Regions from separate parts of the Canis lupus genome. Here region 1 is linked to region 2. The links are chromatin contacts, called in public Hi-C maps. All regions are on one chromosome and are shown on one strand. Each heading gives the region's core, a stretch centred on a gene start, on an enhancer-like site or on the middle of the called end of the contact. The rest is flanking DNA. Distances are from core to core; before and after follow the strand shown.

Region 1 (5,937 bases), core at 440-2,939, 240 kb before region 2:
GCAATTTTATATTCCATTCTTTTTCGCTGAATGTAAATTTCCATTTAGTGTTAAACTCAATAGTTTGTACAAATTTATGATAACCTATGGGGGGAAATGTACATTTCATATCTAGTCATGAACGACATACCATATTCATATCTTGTCTAGGATGACAATTGTTGGTAAACCTTACTTTTTTTTTTTTTTTTTTACCCACATAACTATTCAAAGCATTTTCTGAAGGGCTGAATCGGATCGTGTGAAATTCTGTCTTTATCCCATAATCCTTAAATCAGTGAAATGTCATCTTTTCCGTGGCAGCAGGTTGCAGATGGACTGGATATCTACCCTCCGGTACCGCTCCCGAAGTAGGAGTAAAGAGCAACAAACTGACATTACAAGTTAGCCTCAAGCTCAGAAAAGAAAGTTAAAGAAAAGAAATGGAAGGAAAACAAAAAGAAAGAAAACTCTCTTGTGCTACTGGTTGGGCTTCTCTTCCTGTAACACCCCCAAGTGCCTCCCCTACCCAGAAAACTTCTATTTTTAATTCCAGGACCAATACGGTGGAGGCTTCAAGATCCTCCAGATTTCAAAGCTGTGATACGAAGCCCTATTCAACAGGCTAAAAAGTCCAAGGTACACCGAGAGGAAAACTTCTGCAACACAGACGCCGACCAAAATGCCTATCTTCCCGGAAAGGAAGAGAGGCAAGAAAGCAGCTAAAATGGCAAGTGTAACCGGATAGGTGAAAATTTAGGGGAAGCCATGACTATTCTCTCCACACTCAGGAGGCAGCAAAGCGAAGATGTAAAAGGTCTGCCCACGCTACTCTTCTCCTTCTTCCCCCAGCTCAGCTGGGTGCAAGGATCGCCCCCAGAATGGCTGAGGGAAGACGAGGTATCGACACCCCATGCTGGAGGCACCGTCCGACCTGTCACCGAGACCGGAACCGGAGAAGGGGAGCACAGCGGTGAGGAGCGGGGGTGGGGGACCAACCCTGAGGCTGGGGTGACCAGGAGACCCCGGCGGGCCCCGGGGAGCAGGGCCGCCAGAGCCCAGGATGCCCACGTCCTGGCCGCGGCGCCGGCTCCCTCCGAGGAAACCGGGTGCAAGCCCGCCCCACCCCCTCCTTTCTGCCGCGACCCGTACGTTTCGGCCCCGGGAGTCCCTGAAGAGGCGCAGCCCTCGGGCGGCCGGCGGCCCCGCTTACCTGCTGCACCCCGAGGAACTGGTAGAAGTTGAGCTGCACCTCCTCCACCAAGTCAAATAACTCCAGGTCCCCGCTCTCCCAGCCGTGCGCCGGCCCCACCGCCGCCAGGAGCAGCAGCAACAGCAGCGGCGGCGGCGGCGGGAACCGCACAAGCCGACGCCAGCGACGCCGAGGTGGCCGAGGTGGCCGAGGTGGCCGGGCCGGCCGGGAGCAGGTAGCCGTCATCGCACTGGGCTCGGAAAGGTCAGCCGCCACGCTGTGCCGTCGGCCGCCACCGGGGACGTGGCGGGCAGCGCGGGCTGTGCGAACAGCGCCTGTCAGTCAGAAGCACCGGCAGCCGCACGGGAGGCGCCCGCCCCGCGGCCCGCCCCGGCGGCAGGGCGAGGGCGAGGGCGGCGGGAGCGGGCGGGAGCGGGCGGACGCAGCGGCGGGTGGGTGGCCGGGCGGGGCCGCAGGCGGCTCTACCTTCCGCAGACCCTCACCCCCAGGCCTACAAACAGCTGCACGGCCGGCGCCCGGCGCTGAGGTTGCAGAGGGGGAGCGGCTTCCCTTCGCCTCAGCCTATCCCAGTCCCCGCTTCCGGTGACATCACGTCTCCTAGCAACCGCGGGGCCGTGGGCGGGGCCGGAAGTAGGGAAGTCGGGCGGCCGGGATCCGGGCCTCTGAGAAACGCCTTTTTTGTCGCTCGCTAGCGCACCCTGAGAAGCTGTGCGTTTATTTACGCAGATTAAGGCACATGGAAGCACACGTGTACCTGAACAGCCCACGTATAAATCTTCCTCGGAAACGTCTACCTTCTTACTATCTTCCCCGCCCGCCGTTTGGAAAACCAGCATATTTGAAGACTGATTTGATTATGGCCTCTGTTTACAGACATTTCATTATACTGTCTGCATAAAGATACAGGAGAAATTGAACCCACGGCCTGAAAGCGGGGGGGGGGGGGGGGGGGGGGCAGTTCTAGTGAATAGAGCGTCCTTTATGGCCGAGGTGAAGCAGAAATGGAATTCGGACCAACACAAAAAGTATAGTGCTAAATAAGATTTATGGGCATAATACCATATGGCATAGGCAGCCTGGTAGAATGAATAATGGTGACTCAGTCACAGTCTCAAGGGAAGTGCAGTTTATCCACCTTAACCCCTTTTTTCTTTCTTCTTTCCTTTCCTTTTCTTTTCTTTTCTTTTCTTTTCTTTTCTTTTCTTTCTTTTCTTTTCTTTTCTTTCTTTTTTTTCCTTAACCCATTTCTAATTGGGACTCCTTTCCCAACTGAGATGTTTTTAAAGAAATATACAGGCTTAAAACCTGCTTTCCCTTTCCCACCGATGTCTTACCTCCTACTCCTGCATTGCTTCTGTGCAGTACCTTCTAAGTTTTTTTCCTCTACCACTGTTGCTTTCTCTTGCGTAAACTTAATTTTCTTTGTATGCTTCTCACACTTTTCCTCCCTGACCCCCTACTCTTGTTGAGGAAGTAGAAGGGAATATATATATATATATATATATATATACCATATACCATATATACCAAATATATATATATATTTGTATTAACTCAGGGTGCTTGCCCAGTTTTGAAAATTTTGCATTATGCTTTTCCCATCTTGGACCTTGCCAGTTAAATTAAGCTCAATAGGGGATAAAACTACTTTCACTCTTATTATAAAAGCATATATTTGATCAAGGTTAGGAAAACAGTAACTAGGAAGTAAATCTTAAATCCTTTTATTATTACAACACAAAATATTTTTAAATCGTCATAAGTGAATGCAAAACTATCTTGCCTTAGAATGTATATGCTTGAATTTATCACATTTTAATTTGATCCTGAGGCTTACCTTTCAAAGATACATGAGCAGGGGTGTCTCCATCTGCCAGGGCTGCTACAACAGAATACTATAGACTGGGTAGCTTAAACAACACATTTGTTTTTCCACAGTTCTGGAGGCTGGGAAATATGAAATCTGGGTGCCAGCATGGTAGGACTCTAGTGAGGGCTCTTTCCTGGCTGTAGACAGCTGCCTTCTTCCTGTACCCTTACAAGGTGGGACTAGGGGAAGGAAGAGAAGAGGTAGAAAGGAAGGGAGAGGTAGAAAGAAAGAGGTGTATGGAGATCTATGTTTCCTCTTATAAGGGCACTAATCCCACAATGGGAGCTCCACCATCATGACCTCATCTAAACCTAATTATCTCCCAAAGGCCCCATCTCTCAATACCATCACACTGGGGATTAGGACTTCAACACATGAATTTTGGGGAAGTCATTTAGTCGGTAGCAAGGGTTATCACTTAATCTGTGTATCCTTGGTACCAAGGACAATGCATTCAATTAGTTGAATTCAACACTGAAAATCTCCCACCATTTCTCCCAGTACAATTTTTAGCTTGCTTTTTGGTATGTCATTTCTCTTAAGATGAAAGACATCTTCATCTTCACCAAGTCTCTCATTTAACTTAATGTTTATTCAATGAGTAAAACATCTAAATAAGATGAAAGTAATCATCTTAAGTGCAATATAACATTTGAGACCAGAGTACATATTGCCACAAATCTAGGATTCTTGCCCTGACCTTTTAGCAGACCGTCTAGTATTTCCTACAGTACTGCTAATGCTTCTCACTCCTATAGAGGTCCTGCTCTTGAAGCTTTATCCTGCTCAGTTCCAATGATAGTTGTCCATGCTGACATTCTGGTCCAGGTCTCTGCAAACAACACAGTGATATTCACATTTAGGCTTCTAGTTGGCATCTTCGCATGTCCCCAAAGGGCAATGCAGCTGAATAAATCATCTTACTGAGGTCTGGACTATGTAAGCTGATAACTGCCAGCTATCTTCTTCTCCAGTGACATTTACTGACTCTGAGCATGGGCTGAAGTTTGGCCTGAGAGAGGGAGTTTACACAGGAAAAGAGAGACTACTGAAACATCTAATGATTAGTCACATGAGTTGTGTAATGGATTATAAATGTAAAGGAGCCTCAAACATACACCCAAAATTTCCCACAGGACATTTGCTGAATTCTGGGATGGTGCAAGAGGCTGAAGAACTGACTGAGCCTGATCGGTAGAGCACAGTCTCCCCACATTCTACCAGAGTACATAAAACAGATTCTATTTAGAAGGAGGAGCCTGCCTCAAATACCAGGCAGTCTTCCCTTTCAAGACATTTCCAATATTTCTGAAATTGTATGAGTAGGAGGCTAAAGATCTAAGTTTAAAACCTCTCAAAGCAGAACTGAATCTCTAGGGCAGTAGAGATAGAAACTTTCCAGGTTTCCTATCAAAAGCCCAGAGGAATCCAACCAAGAAACAGAGAGAAACCAAAAGTGGAATCTTACCACTGCAACCCAATCCCAACTCAGCTTAACCCCTGATCCTCACTCTATTTGTCTGTTTTCATCTCTAGAGGGAAATAGTCTATATTGTCTATAGGTTTTTAATATTAAAAATCTGGCATATGGGGATCCCTGGGTGGCGCAGCGGTTTGGCGCCTGCCTTTGGCCCGGGGTGTGATCCTGGAGTCCCGGGATCGAGTCCCACGTCGGGCTCCCAGCATGGAGCCTGCTTCTCCCTCTATCTGTGTCTCTGCCTCTCTCTCTCTCTCTCTCTGACTATCATAAATAAAAAAATAAAAAATAAATAAATAAATCTGGCATATGCTAAAAAAAACATGAAACTTGAAAAAAGCAGGAAAATTTGAATGGTAATCATTCCAATTTTAGTATATGTGCTGCCAAAGTGAGCATCTGACCAATAATCAACAGAAAAAAAAAAAGATAATAAAAAAGCCACAGATAAGCCAGATTTTTGAGTCCAGATAAGGACTATAAAATAACTATTATAAAAAGAGAAGGAAAGGTGGGAAAATTGATTAAAAGATGCAGAGTTTTAGCAGAGAATTGAACTCATAAAAATAATCAATAGAAATTCTCAAATTAGAAAATATAATACTGAAATCAAGAACTCAGTGAATGGATTTAAAAGCAGACTAGATATAATAGAACAAAAGATTAGTAAATTTGAGGACAGAAAAAATACAAACTGAAGCATAGAGAGAAAAAAAGGATGGACAGCACAGAGCTTGAAAGGCATGTGGGACATAGTGAATAAATCTAGCATAATGTATCCGAAGTCCTAGAAAAAGAGCAAAGGGAGAGAATGAGGCAGATGCAATATTTGTAGACATACTAGCCAAGCATTTTCCAAAACTATAAAGACCTATAACCACAGATGAAAAAATTAACTCAAAATATATCATACCTGAATGTAAGAGCTAAAAGTATAAAACTCTTATAAGAAAAAAATAGGTGTAAATCATGGTGGCCTTAGGTTAGCCAATGGCTCCTAAGATATGACACCATAAGCATGTGACAAAAGAAAAAAATAGATAAATTGTACCACATAAAAATTTGAAAATTTTGTGTCACAGACAATACCATCAAGAAAACAAAAAGACAACCAAAGGAATAGAAAAGATATTTGCAAATCATATACCTGATATGGGATTTACATCTACAATATGGAAATAATTCTTTTTTTAAAAGATTTATTTATTTATTTATTTATTTATTTATTTATTTATTTATTTATTATAGACATAGAGAGAGAGAGAGAGAAAGAGAGAGAGAGAGACAGGAGGAGGGAGAAGTAGGCTCCATGCCGGGAGCCTGACGTGGGACTCGATCCCGGGACCTCAGGATTGCGTCCTGAGCCAAAGGCAGGTGCTAAACCGCTGAGCCACCCAG
Region 2 (6,394 bases), core at 343-2,842:
AATAAATAAAGTCTTTTTTTAAAAAAATAAAAACAAGTTTTAATCTATTTTTATAAGACTTGTAGGTCAACTATTTTAGTTAGAAGAAAACATGTGCCAAACTCAATTTGATAAACATATTTCAAGAGTACCACAGATTTAGGCTCTTTATAAGGCCTAGTTACATTGATTTAGTTCTTGCAGAGATCTGCTTCCTTTCTCCTTTCTTTCACAAATAAATAATCTGAAAGTAAGATATATAACCTAACTATAATCAGAGGCAATTAATGAAAGCCAAGGAAGGTAACTTTTAAAAAGAAACATTCTAAGATTCCTTCAAAAAATACTTCTCTAATACATTTTTAAAAGTCTCCTTATAAAATTTTGATCTTTTCAAATAATTCCAGGAGCATTAGAGTCACATAAGGTATGAACATTTGTGTGTGTGTGTGTGTGTGTGTGTGTGTGTTAATATGGTTCTGACAGCCCACACAGTAAGGAGGTAAAACTGGCCAGAAGAATATAAAGACACCTTGGTAAATGTGAATAAAGTGAAATCCAAAGTGAAATAAAAACGTATGGGGAAGCAAAATCATTTTGTTTTCAAATACTGTATGAGATTAAACTTATTTTATCAAGACTAAAAGAGGCCCTCAGGTCAGAAAATGATGTCAAGGCTTTCACGTGTGTATTGGCTGAAGTCTTTTCACTTGAAATAATTTCTCTCAGCTGCTTCTTACAGAGCACGCAGGCAAATTCCCCCTGCCAAAAACAAAAAACCCAACCAAACCCAAGAGTCTCCACGAAGATTAAGCACAATCAGGACATACCACCTTCTGCCTTATCTCTAATGTAACAACATACTTCTGTTTCACTGAACAGCGCTTAGAGACCTTGACCTTCAAAATCATAAAAACGTCTAGACCAACTACCCGAGAACCCCGATTTGGGGGCGTTACGCATTCAAAACCATTGGTCTCTAGGAAGAGTTCATCTCCCCCCCCCCCCCCTTTTTAAGGGATCAAAGTCAGCTGCAAGTGTAAAAGAAAAAGTCATTTTTAAAAAAAGTTTATCCTTAAAAACGTATCTCAGCACCTGGCCTTCCTCCTGTTCAAAATAAACCAAGAGAACTCGGATTCACGCTGCCGTCTGCTTTTGCAGACCTCTCTTAAAATTGGCATTGGAAAAAAAATAAAAAAATAAAAATAAATAAAATTGGCATTGGAATTCCCCTGGGAAAATGAAATTCGGCTTCCACGTCTACCCAAAGCTTTCCCCGTGCCTTCGAGCGCTGCAAAAGCGAGATGCGAGATCCTTTTTTTTTTTTTTTTATCCCCCCCCCCCCCCCGCCCTTTTCTTCTCGTGGACGTATTCAGCGGGCGGCCACCCTGAGCTCCCCGGGCGGGCGGCGCTCGGCGGCTGAGACCCGGCCCGTCGCGCGAGTCCGGGGGCGGCGGGGGAGGGGCCGCCGCGGAGTCGGGGTTCCCGGGTCCCTCCTGTCTCCGAGCGCGGTCCCACCCCCACCCCGTCCCTCCCCGCCCCTACTCTCCGCACCGTTCGCGACCTGCACGCGCGCGCACACACACACACACACACACACACACACTGAAGCGAGACGCGCGGGGGGAGTGCGGGCCCAGAAAGGGAACCGAGGAAAAAGCGCCTGTGACACAAAATGGAGAAAGAGGAACCGAGAGGGGAAAGGAGAGAAGGAAAAGCAGGGGGGAGGGGGTCCCGGGGCAGACACGGGCGCGGGTGGCGCGGCAGGCTGCACGGGGACGGCGCCCCGGAGGCGCTCGCCGCGGGACGAAGGGGCAGACCCCGACGGAGCGAGAGGCCGAGGCGGAAAGAAAGACGTTCCAGAGGCCGAGGCTCCATTTTCAGCAGCGCCATATTCGCTTCTCCTTTCGCCGCTTTTTGTTGTAGGGTTTTGTTTGCAGCCGGTGGACGGGCGCCAGCGCGTTTCTGCAGCTTCAGCGGCTTTGGTCCGCCAGAAGGGGAGGGAGGGACGGGGCCCCCCGCCCCCCCGGCCCCCGGTCCCCGCCCCCGCCCCCAGCGCACCTCCTGCCCCCGCGCCTGGGGCTGCGCGTCCGCCTCCCGCTCTGCGCGGCTCGGGCCGGGACGCGACACCCGCCGGGGCCCCGGGGCTCCCCGGTGGCCGTGCGGTGGGCGCGTGCTGCGGCGGGGACGGCGAACCGAGACGCGTCGAAGAAACACGAACGCGCCCCTCGGGGAGGAGGCGGGGGGCGCGCGCCGGGGGGTGCAGCGAGGAGGGGCGCCCCGAAATAGAGGCTTCCCGGAGGGAGCTGGGGGTCAGGGGCGCGCGCGGGCCGGGGGCCCGGGGCCCCCGCCGCTGGGAGCCGCGGCTGCCCCGACGCGCCTCGGGGTTCCCCCCGCCGCCGGAGGAGCGGCCAAGGTCGCGGCCCGCGCGGGGCCCCCGGCGGGTGGGCAGGGAAGCGCCCCAGCGCCGGCCCCGGGCGCGGGTCTCCGCGGAGGTGCCCTCGCTTCCCGGGGATCGGAGGCGCGGTCGGAGTCGCGCAGCTCCTTCGAGGCAACTGAAAGCGGTTCCGGAAACGAAGTCCCGTCCTCTCACCCCAGGCGCCCCAACTGCTGGTTTCCGTCGAGTTACATCTCGGCCGGTCGGTGGTGCAAGTGACGAACGGCTGCAAAGTACATTCTCCTCGCGCTCCCGCTCTTTCCGCTCCGCTCGCGCTCGACACCGTCTTCGCGCACAGTCACGCTCGGGCGGGCGCCGGAGACGCCCCAAGGTTCGCGCCGCGGGCGCCCGGCCTGCCCCGATCTGCGATCTGCGAGGGCCCGCGGGGCTGCGGCCGGCCTGGACCGCGCGGGGCGGCCTCGGAGGGCGGCGGGCATCCCCGTGGGGCCCCCGCGCCGTCGGGTTCCGCGCGGTCCTGCGCCTCCAGCCCAGACGGCTGCTGCCCCCCGTGTCGCCGGGCCTTGGGTTCTTCGCGGTGCAAAGGGACGGTGGCTGCAGGGTGGAAGCGCCGGACTCTTCCGTTTGGCGGCGTGCAGCATGTCCAAGCGGAGACTCGGGGTGACCGCAATGGTAACCGAACCACACAAGGTCCCTGGGCGCGTCGGTTGAAACAGCTAAAAGCTGTTGAAACAGCTTCACTCCTGTCTTTCACCGGATCACTGCGTCCTCCTCTCCTGCCCAGCGCCACAAGCAGAGCACTGTGCATGTCACCGGCCCCTGGAGCACTCGGGTCATCTCAGAGCCCGCAGTACAGCAGGGAGCGCCGCCCACACCTGGCGCCTCGGGAGCTGCTCGCTGCCAGCCGCCAGCCCTCGAACCCCGCTCCCCGGGAGCCACCGACGGCGCATGCCCACCTGCGGGTCTGCCTTGGACAGGATAACCCGGCTCTTCTATTACTCCGGCTATATTAACGGGCCTTTAAATTTTGGAATGACATTTAAGTCATTACCGACGGTTGATTATTTATATGTCTAGTTTTTCAGATGACAGATTTACATAAAGAAAATCTATCTTTCCCAAGCAGGAAAATAAAAGAGATTTCTTACATTCTTCTATTAGAAAAGTTGCATTGAGATGCAAGTTTCAAGTTACTTTAGTATTAAACTGTTTTCCCTAAGCGAGAGCTGGGTGTCTAAGCTCAAACATTAGTCTTGGCATCGTTAGTTAAGGTGATCTTTTCCTTGTGGTTGCGTGTGTGTGTGTGTGTGTGTGTGTGAATGCTAACATCAAAACTTCAAATCGATAGCTGCGTGATGGTTTTAGAATATTCCACAAAATTAAGAAGTAAAAATATTGGCAAGCTATAGGCCTAGCTCACAGAGAACATTACAACTTCTGTTTCTGAGACAAGGTAAAAGGGGCTATAGGACATTTTAAAATTTAAAGTATTCGTAGTCTGGAATAGATATTTATCATTTCACGATACATGAAATTTTAAACTGAGCATTGCCTGTAACACTCAGGTTTATATTATGTTTTTGGATATACTCAACCCTCTTTTGTGTTTCCTCTTTCATGAGAAAGCTTACTTTTTAGTCACCAGCTTTCTTTTAATTTAGTCATGAACTGTTTTTTTTTGTTTTGTTTTTTGTTTTGTTTTTTTTTTTAGTACAAACCCTAAGGCTATTTAGAAGATGATATTTATGGCAGCCAAATACAGGGCAAAAAAAGTTCAAATTTAGTAATTTTCTCATCTCTCAAAGATCACTTCCTTCAAAAATAAAAGTTGGAAATTGTAATTTGGTTGGTACTCTATCCACTCTTACATCTGGCCATTGAATTCAACTGATTAGGTATTAAGGCCTACTTTTAAAAAAATCATTGTAAAGCATTTATTAAACTCAAGAGAAACTGGGATTTCTTTTCATAAATCCATGTACTGATGAATTGCAATGTAGGACAAAGATCACCATTTAATGTATCTCACTTCCACTAATTCATGTGTCAAGTAGTGCTGGGTAATATGCAATTTAGGAAGAAAAATCAAATCATCTCTATTTGACAGATTTACCATGTAAAAGATGTCATATAATCACTGTCTTAGACTTAAGAGGCAAAATTTTAAGTAGAGCTCTTATATTTTATTCAAAATCCATTTTAGAAAGGTAAGGTAATATAGATAACCTGCAGAGCAAATTTTTGGCCAAATAGTTCTTTATAAATGCAGAAAATTCAGAAATGTTCAATATATGAGAGTCAACTTGTGACACATACGATCTTTACAAAACTATACTGATTATTATTTTTAACATTACTAATTGATCTGTTTTTCAAAATCTTAATATTGGTAATTTATTGAACACTGTTAAGGCATTTCCTTATATTTAGAATTGCCTGCTTTGTTACATCATAAGTCCTAACTGTTTCAACCCACTCAAATATGTTATACTAAGTGTCTTTTAAATGGTCCTTATTTGTATTATGACTGCTTCTAATTTTTAATATGTGTAATTTTTACATTTTGGAGTACATTTTTTTAGTGCCAGCTACTGTTATATGGAATTATCATATGGAATACATTCAGATATTTTATGTTAGGGCCCAAGTTTAAATGCTTGACATACAGTTTGCAGACGGTGGGCCTTGAAAAAAAATTGTTTTAAGTAAATAAAATGCCTGAAATAAAGGCATGTACAACGACAGAAAGCAACAAAGAAAATAACTTCATTTTGTTATAATTTTATTGGCATTTAAGAACATTTAATTAAAAACATAAAGTAAATTCCCCATTCGTCACAACCTTGTTTCTGTACTAAAATATTAAAAAGTAATACAATTTACATTCTCTAGCTATCCTTTTCTAATCCATTGCTTTACTAAATGCTCTTCTGATTGTGCATACTAGATACAAAGTATGAGCAAATACTTAGATAATTAAATGAAATGAAAAAATTAAAATTATTTCCCTTTTTAATGTTTGATATGGTTTCTTGTTTAATGAAAAATCAAGAGTTTAAAGATTCTAACAATTTTAAATCTAAACTTAAGATGAAAACTAGCATTCATTTATCAAATATATAAAAATTATTGAGGTCCAAGATCACCTGAGCAATTAATGTATTGAAAATACATTTTGAAAGGCAAGAAGTTCAAGGGTTATAATTCTGTATTAACTGGGAATTTAGGAGTAGTATTCTTTTTATTTTAATATTACCTCTTGCTTTAGGAGAGCTGGGCATGATGCCACAAATGCTAAAAGAAAATGTGTGTAGTACGGTGGTGGTTGGAGGCATAAAAGGGAGTTATGGAGTTAATCATATACCTTTTTTATCTACATGTTTGTTTGAAAACATTTTTTGTTTGTTTTCAGCTAAATATTTGACAGTATAGTCAAAGCTTCAGACAATTCCTCAGATAACTGTAAAGACTGAAACAAGGAGCAAAAGAATATTGATTGGCTAAAATTTGATAGTTTTCATGTCACAAATAAAAATTGTATATAACCCATTGATCTTAAGTGGGCTTAAAACTCTACAAAATAATGTGGAAAGAAACTGCACAGCTGTTTACCAAATATAAAATTATTACCACAATAAATGCAATATTTTAGAAGTCCTTTCAGTGTTTTTTGTACATTTTAATATACTGTTTTAAATTACTTGTTATTGTACAAGTGTTCTGAATTGTACTGTTTTTAAACCTAGAGAATAGCCAGCTGATTTTTGTACATTACGAATAATAAGGAACTACTAGAATTCTTGGTTACTAACAAGGGTCTAAGCACAATGATAACAGAATTTCATAAATCAATTATATGCTCCATTTGATGATTATAAAGCATAATTAACTTACTTGACACCAGCACAAACAATGTTTTGTTTCTTTACAGAACAGGCTATGAGCTGTTTCCAATTATTGCACTGAAATGCTGTCCTCTAAAATTAACAAATGAATGAACATTTGCATACTGTACATTGT

The links. Hi-C and Micro-C count contacts between places; a contact is called where the count stands out from the background.
Region 1: a contact with region 2 is called in a Hi-C map of blood, with 4 times the contacts expected there. The contact joins the promoter of DNAJC1 here to the enhancer-like site in region 2. A contact is called at or near these places in 2 of 9 Hi-C or Micro-C datasets (both in blood).

Annotation. Positions count from the first base shown.
Region 1 is chr2:8,944,048-8,949,984 of UU_Cfam_GSD_1.0, reverse strand. It overlaps DNAJC1 (dnaJ homolog subfamily C member 1), which reads right to left and starts at 1,689. Exons shown (of 12, transcript XM_038529829.1): 1 at 1,193-1,689. The coding sequence starts at 1,417.
Region 2 is chr2:8,700,164-8,706,557 of UU_Cfam_GSD_1.0, reverse strand. No RefSeq gene overlaps it. Among named protein-coding and RNA genes, the nearest start is that of TRNAN-GUU, 20 kb to the left of the region's middle. Within about 2 kb of position 1,592, at least 13 of the 20 cell types and tissues checked have an H3K27ac peak or open chromatin away from gene starts, as enhancers often do. A contact at or near this core is called in blood, where this site is marked.